Linked DNA regions of Macaca mulatta: region 2 is linked to region 1. The links are chromatin contacts, called in public Hi-C maps. All regions are on one chromosome and are shown on one strand. The core of a region is the stretch at or near the end of the contact, and the rest is flanking DNA. Distances in the headings are between cores, read along the strand shown.

What was found. Hi-C and Micro-C count contacts between places; a contact is called where the count stands out from the background.
Region 2: a Hi-C map of fetal cortical plate shows a contact between it and region 1, with 3 times the contacts expected there. The contact joins the promoter of CPSF6 here to the promoter of MDM2 in region 1. A contact is called at or near these places in 2 of 14 Hi-C or Micro-C datasets (fetal cortex germinal zone and fetal cortical plate).

Annotation. Positions count from the first base shown.
Region 1 is chr11:75,928,268-75,932,465 of T2T-MMU8v2.0, reverse strand. MDM2 (MDM2 proto-oncogene) reads right to left here and starts at 2,113. Exons shown (of 11, transcript NM_001266402.1): 1 at 1,811-2,113; 2 at 1,018-1,102. The coding sequence starts at 1,824.
Region 2 is chr11:76,356,158-76,360,355 of T2T-MMU8v2.0, reverse strand. It overlaps CPSF6 (cleavage and polyadenylation specific factor 6), which reads right to left and starts at 1,832. Exons shown (of 10, transcript XM_015152236.3): 1 at 1,689-1,832. The coding sequence starts at 1,748.

The sequences.
Region 1 (4,198 bases), core at 864-3,363:
TTTTTTTAAGACAGTTTCACTCTTATCGCCCAGGCTGGAGTAAAATGGCGCAATCTTGGCTCACGGCAACCTCTGCCTCCCAGGTTCAAGTGATTCTCCTGCCTCAGCCTCCTCAGCAGCTGGGATTATAGGCACGCACCACCATGCCCGAGTAATTTTTGTATTTTTAGTAGAGACAGGGTTTCACCATGTTGGCCAGGCTAGTCTTGAACTCCTCATCTCAGGTGATCGGCCCACCTTGGCCTTCCAAAGTGCTAGGATTACAAGGGTGAGCCACCGCACCCAGCCTATAATTCCATAAAATCTTTCTTACAGAAATAGTCACACGGGATGGATGTACAAAGCAGCACTATCTGTAATACTCAAAAACAGGAGGCAATTTTTAAAAAGCTGTCAGTAAAGGCATAATTTTTAAAATGGTATACTCATGCTATGGAATACTATGCAGCCATTAAAAAGAATTTTGTAGACTTTATTGACAAGGATGCAAGTCACAGAACAACTATAGTTTCATCTTGTTAGTACAACAAACAGGACAATAACATAGATTTAAATTCAAATGTAAATATATGTGGGTATGCACACAGAAAAAATCTAAAAGGGAACATGGAGCAAAAAGACTGGAATTTTCAGGTTTTACTTTAAAATTTCTCTAATGACAAAAATCTTTAAAACAAGCATGAATAATTTTTGTGACTTTTAGAAATCATTTTTAAAAATTAAATACTGGGAGGTCAAAAAGGAAAAAAAAAATCAGTCACATAACAAACATAACTTCAACCACGCTTAACAATGTAATGGAACTAATTTTTAAAGCCTATGTGGCAAAGGGCTAAGAAAATACTGACCAGTTCTTAACAGTTTTTAACTCCACGCAGTCATGCCCGAGGTAGCACACTTTAAGTTATGCACATACAATGTCATTTACAGAGCCATGCTATAATTGAGGTATATGAAATTTAGTTTATCACTTCATAAAATAAATTATTAAAAGTTACACGAGACAAAAATACTAACCAGGGTCTCTTGTTCAGAAGCTGGAATCTGTGAGGTGGTTACAGCACCATCAGTAGGTACAGACATGTTGGTATTGCACATTTGCCTACAAGAAGGAAAAAAAAGACGATGAAAACTGGAAATCATGAAACATCTGCGAAAAATTAATCATATATAAAGGACATAAACAACGCCTTTGTTAAAACTAAAGCTACAAGCAAGTCGGTGCTTACCTGGATCAGCAGAGAAAAAGTGGTGTGCGTCTGTGCCCACAGGTCTACCCTCCAATCGCCACTGAACACAGCTGGGAAAATGCATGGTTTAAATAGCCCCAGCTGGAGACAAGTCAGGACTTAACTCCTTTTACCGCAGTTTCGGAACGTGTCTGAACTTGACCAGCTCAAGAGGAAAAGCTGAGTCAACCTGCCCATGGAACTGGCCCAATCCCGCCCAGACTACGCGCAGCATTCACAACACCGACCCGACAGGCCCCTGCGATTACCCGGACCCCGCCACCGAGGCGGCCCCGCAGCCCCCAGCCCACGTGACCTTTACCCTGGACTCCCGCGGAGACCTCCGAACCACTCCCGCCCCCCACCGCCGCGAGAGCCGTCCGAAACCCCGCCCTCCTCCCTGGCGGCGACTGCCTAGCCCCAGTCCAACAAAACCTCCGCAAAGCCACGTGCCCCGCGCCCCGAGCCCCCAGCCACAAACCGCACAAAGGCTGCGAGCGGGCAGAGGCTGGGAACCAGCGATGCAGGGGACACCGTCACAGCCCAGAACCAGAAGTGACCGGTCGCTGCCGGGCCGGTACCTGCTCCTCACCATCCGGGGTTTTCGCGCTTGGAGTCGGGGGTCCCTCGAGACTCCCCAGTTTCCTTCACGGGGCCCGCGGAAGCACGACGTCCTGGGCCTTGGGGACCATTCCACTCTCGGGGCCAGGGCACTGGGCGCTCGAATGCACTAATCCGGGGAGGGACGGGGCTCCTGGCTGCGAAAGCAGCAGGATCTCGGTCAGAGGGGTCGGGGCCGCCCCTCGGGCTCGGCTTCTTGCTCCATCTTCCCGATACACAAGGCCGGAGAGGCCCCACGAGCAGCCAAGCTAGCCGCGGTGCCGCGGTGCGCGCCCCCTACCGCCGGAGGGGAGCGCGCGGGGCGTCGCGGCGCATCCGGGCATTTGTGCGCGCTTACACACCCGGCCCCGCTTCCGCCAATTGGGTCAGGGGCTGGGCCGCACCGCCTCCGGGAAGATGGAGTTGGGAGTGTCGCCCCGCGGGCGCGGCGTACTCTGAGGCGGGGTGGGGGTCTTGGCAGCGAACTGGGCGTGTGGGGCTCGGCCCGGGCGCGGCGCCTGCCTGGCTTGGCACTGGGAACACTCCTTTAGCCGTTGCGCTATTTTTGTATTTCTTGTATTTACGCTTCCCGCCCGTGGTGGAAACTGCGACAAATGCGGATCTCCGTGTCGCTGTTACCAAAAAGAAACCAAAATTAACAGCTGTTTAATACGTTAAGCCCACTGCACTAGCCGCTGGAGTTGTACACAAATGAGTCAAGGCCTGTTTTTAATAAAGATTAAAAATAGCACTTAAGGCAGGCTTATACACCGGTGCATACAGCTGCTATGGTTGGAGAACAAAGACGCTGGTTACCGTTGGTGCGGAGGGGAGCGGTTACTTTTAGAATGTTTGGGTATGGCCAGGCGCGGTGGCTCACGCTTGTAATCCCATCACTTTAGGTAGGCCGAGGCCGGTGGATCACTTGAGGTCAGGAGTTCAAGACCAGCCATGGCCAACATGGGAAACGCTGTCTCTACTAAAAACTACAAAAATTAGCCGGGCATGGTGGCGGGCACCTATAATCCCAGCTACTCGGGAGGCTGAGGCAGGAGAATCCCGTGAACCCAGGAGGCGGAGGCTGCAGCGAGCCAAGATCATGCCACTGCACTCCAGCCTGGGCGACAGGGCAAGACTGTTTCTCAAAAAAAAAAAAAAAGTTTGGGTTTGTTAATCTACACATTCATTATCATTAAAATATATATTTATATGTTATGCACTCATTCTGACTCACCTACTTGCCCACAGAGGTGTGGCAAAAACGTTTTTGATACGGCCTCATAAGTTGAGGACATAAAGAATTGAGTTAGCTAAACCCAAAAACACAGCCGTTGCAAAGAAGGAACACCTTTCTTTGGCCAGTAGGTGATTAGCTCTTTGTAAACAAGGGCCTTTTTTTAATAAAGTTATATCCTTCCCTTCTGCAGCTTTTTTTATAAAGTTATATCCTTCCCTTCTCCTGCTTCCCAGCCTACCAGAAAGTAACCTTCCTTAAACATAGTGGTCACTCAGTTGATTGAAGTTGATTGTCAATATTATTAACTTAAGAGATTTAATATGTGGCTTTTAAAAAGGTAATCTCCATCAGATCAAATACAGTGGGGTTTCTAATTGTTAGACTCAGTGCTTGAAATTGGATGAAAGAAAATCTCAAGCAGTGAGAAAATGTTAGCATGAAAAGAAAGATAAGTGATAACGCTGGGCACGGTGGCTCTCGCCTGTAATCCCAGTACTTTGGGAGGCTGAGGTGAGCAGATCACGAGGTTAGTAGTTCAAGACCAGCCTGGCCAACATGGTGAAACCCTGTCTCTACTAAAAACGCAAAAATTAGCCGGGCCCAGTGGTGGGCACCTGTAATCCTAGCTACTCGGGAGGCTGAGGCAGAAGAATCGCTTGATCCTGGGAGGCGGAGGTTGCAGTGAGCGGAGATCGTGCCACTGCAGTCCAGCCTGGGTGGAGAGCAAGACTCCATCTCGGAAGAAAAAAAAAAAGATAAGTGATAGAGGTTGATATTTGTTAAATATCAAGTGAGCGAATAGGTTTGTGCTATAAAAGTTAAGAGACATAATTAATTGCTTAGTGAACGCTGGAGGCAGTTCACAAAGGCCTCAGAGAAGATCACACATATTTTGTGTCTTGAAAGATGGTGAGACTTAAATAAACGCAGAAAATATTCCAGGCACAAGAAAACTATCAAAAAATACAGAAAGGAAAATATAAAGAGGGCTGTTTGAGTTACAATAAATCAGTTTGACTTGCATGAAAGTCAAGAAGAAGTTTTAAGAACTTGGAGTCTTCTTAAATGCCAAGCAAGGAAATTTGGGCTTTAGACAGAGTAGATATTAGGAGCATAAAAACAGGTGATTTGC
Region 2 (4,198 bases), core at 583-3,082, 430 kb before region 1:
AGTTACGGCCCTCTTCTAAACGCACTGTTACATTCACTTGATAAATAAAAGGAAAAAAATTTCCTAGAGGTCTTATAAGCGTTAGAATCTGTGTTGCAGTCGAGGAATGTATCTGATTTGTAACTGACACAATTCAAGCATTATTATTTAAAACAAGCACAATTTTAAAAACACAAAAATTTAAAAACTTAACCTTTCATTACAATGTATTACATTTAAACAAATCCAGTCTTCAACGGAGTAGCAAACATTTAAAGCCAACTAGTAGTTTTCTGTTTTCTAATATTTAAACCAGAACAAAGTCATTCCTGAAAAATAAAACAGTAAAGAGCTCCTGAGTTTCCTTGTTTTTAAAAAGCCTGAGCAACTAGTCACGAATATGACAGTTAATGGAGGGGGAAAAAAACACATTAAGCCAGTATTATTTTATTAAGCTTCTCATAAGGACCTGGGGAATACAAAAAAATAAAGCTTTTAGGAACACGGCAGTTAGGCACAATTTGTTTTAAATGTGTTACTACATAAAATGCAGTAAAGATACGACCAGCAGGTTCAAACCTTAAACGTCACTACTCTAGCAACAAACGACATCTTTTGCAAGGATGCCCATTATCAGACATCACAGCTCCGCGTTACCTCTAAGCAACGTCGTTCAGGAAAACCTTGCATTCTCACTTTCGCTCAACCTTTCAAAAGGTAATGCAGGGCCGGGGGATTTAACACTTTGTTTTCGAAAACAGGGTCTTATCTACAACTCTATTTTTAAACCACATCATAGGATTTGGGGTGAACGTTCTTTCATTTTAATCACTATGAGACCTGTGGGTGAGCTAACATCTTTTTGTTCCATCCAAACATCGCGCTTCCAATCTTCCTTTAGGTCCCCGGCCACCCATCTTCACAGGTATTTTCATAACAAAGGCCAAAAACGACTGGGCTTCAAAGGCATTGCAAGCCCTGGATTAACAAGGCAGGACCAGCGCACCGACTTTTATCTGTGGCTCCAAAAGTCAAATGACTTGTTGCAAACAAGCCTGCACCTCAGCCGCCTTCAGAAAGTGTGAAGGGAGGAGGAAGGCGCCACGCCGAAACCTGTCGCAAACCCGAGGAGAGCCCCAGGGACTGGGCGCGCGGGATACAAAGGGCCGTGAATGCGGCCTTCCATGAGGCGATAGTGCGCGGGTAGGGAGACAAAATGGAGCAATGGGAGGAATCTGAGCCCGAGCGGCAGCGGCGGGGAAGGGGCGGCGGCGGCGGGCGCGCGCCCTGCCGGGGCTTCCTCCTCCGGCCGGCGACGGGGGAGGGGGCGCGGCGGTGGCCAGTTCTCTCCGCCGCTTACACGCGGCCCCACCGCCCGGGCCTAGCGCGGCGGGAAGCGCCAGCCGGGTGCCGCCAACAATAGGGAGCGAGGCAGCGCCGGCGAGGGAGGAGCCGGCGGCAGCTGCACAGCCGCCCGCATCCGCGCTCCGGGCCCCGCGACGGGTCGCCGCGCCCGCGGCCCGTGAAACGACGCGGTAGAACGAAGGGCGGGGGGGGGGCCGCCACGCCGGGGGTCGGCGGCGCGGCCCAGAGGCGGCAAGGGCGCATAGTCTGCAGTCGCTTCGGCTCGCGGCCGCAGCGGGCCCCGGGTCAGCGTCCCAGCCGCAGCGCCGCCCGCATGGGCGACGGGGACCCGGGCTCTCACGTACCTGGTTGAACTCTTCGCCCACATCCGCGTAAATGTCTATGTGGTCCACGCCGTCCGCCATCTTCCCTCAGCCTCGGCCGCCACCGCCGCCGCCGCCGCCGCCTCCTCCTGCAGGTCCGCCCGCCGCGGCAGCAGCAGCGGATCTAGCGGCGGTGGGGGGCGCTTGCGTCACTTCCGAGGCCCGAGGGATGGAGGCGGGAGCGACAGGGGCCGGCCGGGGGCGGGGACTGTGCAACCCAGCCGCTCGGCTGGCTGAGGAAAGGCTGCTCCTCTAAGGGCAGAGGGCGTTTCTTTTGTGTCTGGGTGAGGCCCGGGAGTGGGGGGCAATTTCTTTGTCCTCCTCGCGCATCCAGTTTACCAGTGGGTCCCACCTGTTTCCACACATCGTCTTTTCACGTGGCCTCTGCCATACTCAAACGTTTTGTTAATATTTTCATTTATCCGTTTTTCTTACCTTTCACACATGCAGGACTTCTAAAGGTGGAAGTTATATGTTCATGGTTAAATACAAAGTGTAACCCCCGGGCATTCTGTGAGCGGCTTAAGGCCAAAAACAATGTGTTGTTTCTGCATCCTCAGAGACAAGCAGAATTTTATTTGCATGTAAACGCTAGATACCCGTCAGTGGTTATATTTGCACGCTGTTTATGTTGCCATTTCCATCTCTAATCTTCATGGGCTTCTTTCCTCTCCCCTTCTTCTCGCATTCATTGCCCTTCATTTTTTCTTCCTTAGATCTACAGTAGGTTGTCTCTGGCATAGTTCAGATGCTTCTAAAATGAATGCAGTCATCTTAGAGCACACCCAAGAGAGTGGAGGTCTCTTGAGGCCAGGGGCTTCTTTCTCAGAATCCTAGAATGTCCCAGCGGGAAGGGAACTGGAAAGGTGTCCTTAGGTCCAAACATCTCATTTTACAGAGGAGAAGACTGAAGCCTAATAGAACCTAAGTGATTTAACCAGGTCACATGGTCAATAAAGGTAGGAACATTCAGCCACGATACTTTACTCAAGGATGTCTCTCCAGTTTGAAACTTTCCCCTCCGTTCTTTATTTCTTTTTCACTCATTAAGAAATATACTATAGTAGAGCGTGTTTCCTGAGAAACTGGCGAGAAATCATCCATAGAATAACCCAAACAACATCTGTAAGGTTGGGCATCTCTAATCCAACAATTTGAAACGCTCCAAAATCTGAAACTTTTTGTGCACTGACATGATGCCGCAAGTGAAAAATTCCACACCTGATCTTATGTGCCAGGTTGCAGTCAAAATGCAATCAAAACTCAAAATAACTAAAAATATTGTATGACATAATCTTCAGGCTATGTGTATAAGGTGTATGTGAAACATAAATGAATTTCGTTTAGACTTGGGTCCCATCCCCTAGATATCTTATGTATACACAAATATTCCAAAATCCACCAAAATCCAAAATCCAAACACTTCCAGTCCCAAGCATTTTGCATAAAAAAGACTCAATCTGCACTTGGTATGGTGGAAAAAGCTTGGTTGCAGTCATGGAGACCAGATCTGGGTACCCATTTCTAATCAGACATTTTATCAGCTAAATGACCTCAGTCAAGTTTTCAACTCTCATAATCAATCTCAGAATCTTTAAAATCCAGGCAATAATATCTACCTCACCAAGGTTGAAGGTTGGTGATACTTTAAATGAGTTAATATGAGTTAATATGCAAAGTGCCCTGTCCTGTTCCAAGAATCAGTACTTAAATACTGATTCACTTTCTTTCATAGGGCGTTATAGAAGAAAAGAGACACTGAAGTTTAAAGATGAGAGCATTTTCTAGATTGGTGGTGTGGTAGAATGATGGCCCACCATAGATGTTCATATTCTTATCCCTGAAATCTGTGAATATGTTACCTTTGCAGATATGATGAAGTTAAGGATCTTGAGATAGAGATAGGGATACCTTGATTGCCCAGTAGGCTCAAAGTAATTGCAAGGGTCTTTAGAAGTGAGAGAGGGAAGCAGTAGAATCAGAGAAGATGCAAAGATTTCTATTGCAGTTTATTTTCTTTCAATACAATTAAAAACCATTCCAGCCAGCATGGAGGCTCATGCCTGTAATCTCAGAACTTTGGGACGCCATGGAGGGAAAATTGCTTGAGCCCATGAGTTTGGGACGAGCCTGGGCAACATAGGGATACCTTGTCTCTACAAAAAAATAAAAAAATTAGCCAGGCATAATGGTGTGCACATGTAGTCCCAGCTACTCGGGAGGCTGAGTTGGAAGGATCACTTGAGCCTGGGAGGTTGAGGCTGCAGTGAGCCATAATTGTACCACTGCATTCCAGCCTGCGTGACAGAGTGAGACCCTGTCTCAAAAAAAAAAAAAAAAAAAAAAAAATTATTTCAAGGCTCTGGCTTCTATTGTTGTCTGTAAAAAGTCAGCTGTCAATTGACTATTGCCTCTTTGGAGTTAATTGGTCCTATTTTTTCTGGTTGTTAAGATTTTTCTCTTAGACTTTAGTTTTCTGTTCTCTTACCATG